Linked DNA regions of Mus musculus: region 1 is linked to region 2. Evidence: chromatin contacts called from public capture Hi-C data. All regions are on one chromosome and are shown on one strand. The core of a region is the stretch at or near the end of the contact, and the rest is flanking DNA. Distances in the headings are between cores, read along the strand shown. Region 1 overlaps Camta1 (calmodulin binding transcription activator 1). Region 2 overlaps Camta1 (calmodulin binding transcription activator 1).

Region 1 (3,650 bases), core at 856-3,355, 130 kb after region 2:
ATTCATGAATTGTAGACAGGCAATTTCTCTCTGCTGCTTTGAAGAGGGGCTGAGTTTGGTCTCAGAAGACCCTTGTGTATGCAGAACACAACCTTCCTATCTTACTCACAACCCAAATGGGCCACCGTGATGCTGCTACAGAGGGGGATCCACAGTGAAGACAGTCATGGGACCAGATTGTATGCAACACACACCTTGTAGCCATGAATAAACCTGCCTCAAGTTCCCTTTGGCCAGATGAGTCTAGCCCTCACACTCTGAGACTCCATAAGAAGATTAACAGGGAGCTGGGACTGGTGAGAGAACTAGATGGTGAAGTACCTGAAGCACAAGTGTGGAGCCCCAGCACCCACATAAAATTGGGTGCAGTAGCATGCACCTATAATCCCAGCACTGTGAAGATGCAGAGGGGGCTGACCCTGGGCATCTCTGGCTTGTCAGTCTAGGTAAGTAATATAGCTCTGAGTTCAGATTTTTAAAAAAGATGTTACTTACTAAGGTGGAGGGTGATCAAGGAAAACTCCTGAGGTCAACCTCTGGCCTGTACACATATACACAGGCAGCCAGAAGCACAAATGCACACACTCACATGGGGACACAGGCAGCCAGAAGCATTACATGGGGTAATCCCCATGGATCTCTGTCTTTTTCTCTGTCTGTCTCTGTCTCTGTCTCTGTCTCTGTCTCTCTCTCTCTGTCTGCCTCTCTCTCACACACATACACTATGCACACACTCACATGGACACACACTGGCACCCCACCTTAACACACTCACATGGATACCCCCTCAGACCTCTCTCTCTCTCTTTCTCTCTCTCTCTCTCTCTCTCTCTCTCTCTCACACACACACACACACACACACACACACACTCACATGGACACACACACACAGGCACCCACAAGCACACATGCACACACATGAACACACACATCTGCACACTCACATGGAGATACCCCCCACGAATCTTTCTCTCTCTCTCTCTCTCTCTCTCTCTCTCTCTCTCTCTCTCTCTCTCTCACACACACACACACACACACACACACACACAGAGGAAAAGCCCTTTTCCTTCTTTCTTCCCTTTCTCTAACATCAAGCAGCCAGATGAAAGATGAGGAACCCAGAAGCACCGTTGTGTGTCACACCGATCCGCACGGCTGCAGGGCACGCGCCTCAGTCAATCCAATCCATTTTCTAGAGGACTTTGTAAGGAGATAGCGCACAGAATGTCAAAACCATAAAAGGATCATGCTCTCCAGAGGGCTGTGACAGGGCAGCACTGGCAGAAGGGAGGCTCCGTGCAGTATTTGCTGTTTGTTTCTGCTTTGCTTTTTTTTTTTCCCTGTGTGTGCCTGTGTAGGGGTGAGCATGCGTGTCAGTGCATATGCACATATGTGAGCACATGTAAACATGAGTAGAGGCCAAAACACACACTCAGGTATCATTCCTCAGGGTCCATCCACCTCATTTTTGGAGACAACATCCCCACTGGCCAGTCAACTCTTCGGGCCATCCTGTCTCCACCCCTAAGCATGGGGGTTACAGGCATATACCAGTACATCTGGATTTTTGTTTAAAATGTGGGTCTTAGAGATAAAGCTCACGTTCTCATGCTTGCTCAGCAAGCACTTCACTGGCTGAGTCACATCCCCAGTCCTTTGTGTCTTTATGTGAAAATGAGTTTCTAACAAAGGGGGGGGGGCCCTCTGGCCCTCCGTGTCCAAAGTGATACTGGTCTACAGTCAATGCCAATGGTCTGTAGCCATCTGCACCCCAGAGAGACACAAGGAAGCAACACTCATCCTCCCTTGTAAGCACTTGGAATTCCTTGAGGATCTGAGTCATGCGTTTGGGGAAACACGAGCCTCTGCGACAGCGTTCTTTATAACTTTATGACCTTCGAAGGCAAGACACCTGAGTACAGGTCCTAAGGTGACTGAGACAAAAAGCCCGCAGGCCAGATTTAGGCTAAAAACCCAAAATGTGACAAAGGGGAGGGGTGCTGTCCTCGGTCCTGAACCAGCGTGGTGGGGCCGCTGTCCTCGGTCCCAAATGTTCGCTTGGAACCTCTGTCCCCGGTCCTAAAATAGCGTGCTGGGCGCTGTCCCTGGTTCTGAACGGTCACTGCGCATGGTGTCCCGGGTCTGAACCGCCATTGTGGCCGCTGTCCCCTGTTCTGAATCAGAACATGTGGCGTTGGACTGGGGAGCTGTCCCTGGTCCTAAACCATCAGGGTTGGGTGTTTTGTTTGTTTGGTTGGTTGGTTGGTTGGTTGTCTGGTTGGTTTTATGTTGTTGCTCTTGGTCCTGAACCAACATAGGGGCTGTTGGCCCTGGCCCAAAACACCGCACAGGGGTTGGGGTTCAGGGAAGAGGATATGTTGTCTGTGGTTCAGAACCAATATCTTTGCTGGGGTGCTATCCCTGGCCCTGAACCAAAACTCATAGGAGCTTTGCCCCTGCCCTTAAACCAGCACTGCCTTTCATATGTGTGAGGGAGAGGGAGGAAGACTGTCCCTGGTCCTGAATCAGGCTCTTTTGTTGCTGTCCGTGGTCCTGAACCAACGCTGTTCCAGGGCTGTGATTTATAGGAGTGAGGTTTGTTCCTGCTTGTGACCTGGTGTGTGTACACGCTATGCACACACCTGCAGACGCTGTGGGAAGACGTAGCATGACCACCACACATCCTTCTGAAATGTGGCCTCTCACTGAACCTAGAGTTGTTTTGCAGCTTAGGTTGGTTCCAGCCATTTCCTATCTCTGCTCCCCACAGTGCTAGGGTCAGGCATGCACATCCATGGCCACTCAGCCTTTGTGTGGGTGCTGGGAATCCTGACTCAGGATCTTCATGCTCTTACCGACTGAGCCATTTCTCTGGGCCAAGGAGGCAATGATTTTTGTAGGTGCTAACCATATCTCTTCAAGTCAAATGGAGATGAGAAGATAGTGATTGAGAAGAAAAATGAAGAGGGCACATGCGTGCTGTTTTCTCAAAACGTCTTTCTAGGAATTTCATTCCAGGTGAATATATTGACATATGTTCTGGGTCACGACATAAAATTTATAGCTGGCTTCTTACCAAGGACAACGTATTGGAAAACTGCTTCTCTGGACTACAGTTGCTGTGACATGTCCTTGAACATTAAGACCCCAACTCTGTGCTCAGAAAATGGTCAAAATGTTGGTTGTGAGGCAGTGGTAGTTGAAAACATAGGATGTAATACAGAGAAGCATGTAAAAATGGAATTGTATGCCCAGGAGAAGGAGAGATGAGGGGTAAGGAGGGGGAAATAGTGGGTTTTGTACTACAGTTACCAGCATCGTGAGGATTTCTCCCTCCTGCTACATTGAATAGAAGGTGGTCTTCCAACTTTATTCACAGCTCCACTGTGATTTCAAGAAGGCAGCCACACACTGACCTTCCACACCCAGCCCTCAGGCAGGATGGTTTTGGCTACTAAGTGGTACAGTGACCTCACCCTCTGTACCTCAGGCTCAGTGAAGGGCTTTGGTTTAGTGGTGAAGGCACTACTGTACACCAGCAGTGACAATTGCACCTATACACAAGCTGTTGTGGGGATTAAGTGAAGGAATTTATGTAAAGTCACTTAAAACCAGACCTGGAACTCATTACTGAAGCAAAATGGCTAAAT
Region 2 (3,788 bases), core at 1,218-3,717:
CCTACAAGAAACACCTGTTCCTATCCAGTACATGGTGTGCTGTCTGCCGTGGATGATAAGACACGCTAACAGATACTGAGAAGCCTGAGTGTGGCATGTTCTTAGGGGCAATCCCAGAGTGGCCACCTTCCTCCATGTAAGTGGGTGACATGCTTCCTTAATGAATGGGGCCCACCAAGAGAGTACAGAGCACCCCCTCCCAGTGTCTGGAGAAATGGAACTCATTGGTATTAGACATATGGGGCAGAATTGCAAGCAGGTTCTGCTAATAGTTGCACGGCCCCAGCTGTGGGCAATAAGACATGCAACGGAGCCAATTCTATGTGTGTTGTCTGCAGGGAAAGGAGATGCCACAGAGCCACAGAAGGTAGGACTCATGAGAGGATGACTTACAGAAGTCAGGTTAGTCTCTGACTGGGAGAGAGAGAGAGAGAGAGAGAGAGAGAGAGAGAGAGAGAGAGAGAGAGAGAGAGAGAGAGAGAGAGAGAGAGAGAGAGAATGAATATGAAGGTGTCAGCTTGCTATTTCCCACAGCCAAGGGGAAAGGAACTTAAGATGCATCCATGCTGAAGATCCACTCCTGGGATTCAAGAACTATAAGCCCATGGGGGAAACAGGGGAGGGGGGAAGAGTGGGAGGCATGCGCACCAGAAGCTGTGCCTCGGACCTGACCTTTGACATAGAGGAAAAGTCCCTGGTTTTGCCTGTGTGAGGGCGTCCAGGGAACGTACGACAATCAGGGATTGCTCTCCATCTGAACTGCTAAAGCTGGGGAAGGCTTTTTAAAGAGAAATGAAAGCTGGAGAGATGGAGAGACGGTTCAGTCTCTAAAGGCTCATAATCACAACGAAATGAGAGCTTCTCACAGGCTGGCCTGAGACTCTGCAGGACAGGGAGGCCCACGGGGCTACACTCTGAGTGCCTCGGGAGTGGAAGATCTGAGTACCGTATCGTCACTCCTCAGACAAGAGCTGGAGAATCTGAGACAGTGCAAAGGAACTTGGTCCCTGATGGACAGGTCCATGGGAGCCATTAGGGACGCTCAGGTCCTGCCAACTGAGGTTCCCACGGGAGCCTATTTGAGTTCCTCTCTGGGACTAGATGGCAGAGGAAGGGCAGATATTACTGATGGAACTGAGGGTTCCGAGGATGGTGTTCTGGGTGGGGCTGTGTTCAAAGGAAAGCCAACAAAGAAGTTAGTGGAATGGAAGAGAGGGTAGAAAGACCATGGGCGCCCAAGGTTAGGGGGAGCAGAGGAAACCAGCGCCATCTGGACTTGTCAAGACCCACACTCATGGCAGCTGTGGTTGTATTCGCAGGACTGTGCAAATCAGGCCAGTCAACAGTGCAGTGTGGGTGGGGACGGGCTCATGGGCCTCCACCCCTCGCTGAGGAGTGACTGACTCATGGCTGCTAAAGAACGAAGAGTTTTCTTTAGGGGTGGGGCCCTTGTTAGGTTGGCCATAGGCTCCTGGATACCACATTCATATGGGAACACTAGTTAGACACAGTGGGTTGCTCTTTATTTAAAGGAAGGGGGAAAAGACCATGAAGTTGATGAAGATGTGGGGGCATCCTGAAGTTTAGAGGGATGAGTGTAATTAAATTGTATTGTCTATGTGTATGAAATGCTAGAAGAGTAAATAAAAGCCCTATATTAAAAATTAAGAAATTAGAGCTGGAGAGATGGCTCGGCAGTTAAGAGCATTGGCTGCTCTTCCAGAGGTCCTGAGTTCAATTCCCGGCAACCACATGGTGGCTCACAAGCATCTGTAATGGGATCTGATGCCCTCTTCTGATGTGCATTAAGGCAGAGTGTTCAAATACATAAAATACATGAATAAACAAATTGAAAAAAAAAAGAAGACGTTAATTCATCAGGGACCTTGTAACTATTTTGAGCTTTAGTGGCTTTGCTGAACCCCATAGTAGACCATTATGAAATGGATGGATCTCAGACATATTCATCATGCAACCAAGCACCAAGGCAATCCAAGGGAATGGAGATGGGAAACCAGACAAAGGAATCATTGGGGTCACTCAAAGATTTGTGTCAAGCCCAAGTTCCCAGGGGAAAAAGTTGACAGAGTCAAATGTGCCATGAGGCCCCTGGAAGATGCTAAATCCCAAGTAACAGGCAACCAACGAGTTAGTGGGGCTACGGAGGTAGCTATTTCCTCCAGGTACACCGTGTACCATTCCTAGAAGGGATGATCATTCACCCAGGACCTTGTCAGGAACCAATTATAGCCAATGGCAAGGCAATAGCTTTGGCCTGGTGTCTGCCCAGAGACTCTAAGTCAGAGGGAGCCCTGTAGAGGGTACCAGGCAGAAGAGGTGGAGTGTTGTATAGTTATGTCCTCTGAATTCAAACATTTCCTCTCAGGAGCATGGAGACTCACAAGACTCTGGAATCTTACAGAACTTACTGAGTAAGCAGGCTAATGGAACAAGATTCTTCCAGGACTTACATAAGCAATAAACGGGGAAGATCCTCTCGGGTGGAGCTGCCTGCGGGCTGTGTGGGGAGCCACAGGGGGTGTAGCTTTCATGAGTTCTCACTTGTCTGCAACGCTTCGCAGCTGCCCAAGTCAGACACATTCATATAAGAGACCCTCGCTCTTGAATGACCCCAATAAAAGTCGGTGGTTTGACAAGCTAGATTTGGCTGAGTTTCTTTGATCTGTTGCTGGTGCCCTATCTGGGGTGAACAGACATTTGTCCACATTGCCTTAGGAAAAGTCCCACAACTTTGTTTTTCCTGGACTCACAGAGAACAGAGCAAGGATGACAGCCCAAAGACTGCGAGTAGCAAACTCTCAGTGGTCAACAAGAAGGAAGACGCTATCTTCAGAGCCTAAGGAGGGAAACTGGCAGGACAAGAATCTTCCCAGAATGCCCTGCTTCCTCCTTGCTCTGTAAGACCTGAAGCATAAGATTTTAGAAGTTGTTCTATCCTTTGAAGGGCCTGGGATTTCTACCATGGCAACTCAGAAGTGATCTATTTCAAACCAAAAGTATCTGAGTCTCTCACTCCGAGAATGTCTTAAGCCCCTTTAGGGTTTCATGTCTGGATAAGGCTTTCTCAAACATGGACTCTGGATAATGTCAGCTCAGGCAGCTGTGACAAAGGGTCGCAGATTGAACCCACACCTTCACGGGTCTGGAGGGGAGAAGTCAGAGATGAGGGAGCTGGTAGATTCTTCTTCCTTCTCTTCCCTCCTCTGCTCATCCCTTCCTTTTCTAAAATTACCTACATGCATACATGTCTGGGCATACGTGTGCCGTGCCAGTAGATCCTCTGGGGCCAGAGTTGCAGGCAGCCGTGAGCTGCCTAGTGTGAGTGACAGGAGCGGAACCTGGACCTTCTGCAAATGTAGCGTTTGCTATCAACCTCTGAGCAATCTTTTCCAGCTCCTGATAGATTTTTCTAGATGAGGCTTCTTTCTGACCACCTCACTTTGAGTCCTCACAAGGTGGGCAAAAGAGTGGGAGAGAGCCATGCATGCCCAGTCCTTCCCACGCTGATCCCATCAGTGGGGCCCCGCCTCGTAGCCTCACTTAAACAGATCACCTCAAACTGTCATCCCATTGGACCAGGGGTGCTCAGACATCTGGACCGTTCCATTCAATAAATCCTTCATAAAGACCTGCACACAGACTCATGCATATGGACACTTATACAGAGACTCATGCAGACTCACACACACACACACACACACACACACACACACACACACACAGATCTGCACCTATGCACAGCCCACTCGATCACACTCGTGTCAGAC

The links. Capture Hi-C pulls out chosen DNA fragments and counts their contacts.
Region 1: a contact with region 2 is called in a capture Hi-C map of embryonic tail, with 3 times the contacts expected there. The contact joins two enhancer-like sites. A contact is called at or near these places in 1 of 15 datasets of contacts at CTCF or cohesin (stem cell-derived epiblast-like cells), 12 of 484 Hi-C or Micro-C datasets (the HL-1 cell line, cardiomyocytes, cranial neural crest and 7 more) and 2 of 9 other capture datasets (embryonic stem cells and embryonic tail).

What each region holds. Positions count from the first base shown.
Region 1 is chr4:151,602,591-151,606,240 of GRCm38.p6, forward strand. The region is part of intron 3 of Camta1 (calmodulin binding transcription activator 1); the gene reads right to left. Among named protein-coding and RNA genes, the nearest start is that of Gm52712, 37 kb to the right of the region's middle. Within about 2 kb of position 2,106, at least 60 of the 459 cell types and tissues checked have an H3K27ac peak or open chromatin away from gene starts, as enhancers often do. A contact at or near this core is called in embryonic tail, where this site is marked.
Region 2 is chr4:151,476,759-151,480,546 of GRCm38.p6, forward strand. All of the region lies in intron 4 of Camta1 (calmodulin binding transcription activator 1), which reads right to left. Among named protein-coding and RNA genes, the nearest start is that of Gm30344, 23 kb to the left of the region's middle. Within about 2 kb of position 2,468, at least 7 of the 459 cell types and tissues checked have an H3K27ac peak or open chromatin away from gene starts, as enhancers often do. A contact at or near this core is called in embryonic tail, where this site is marked.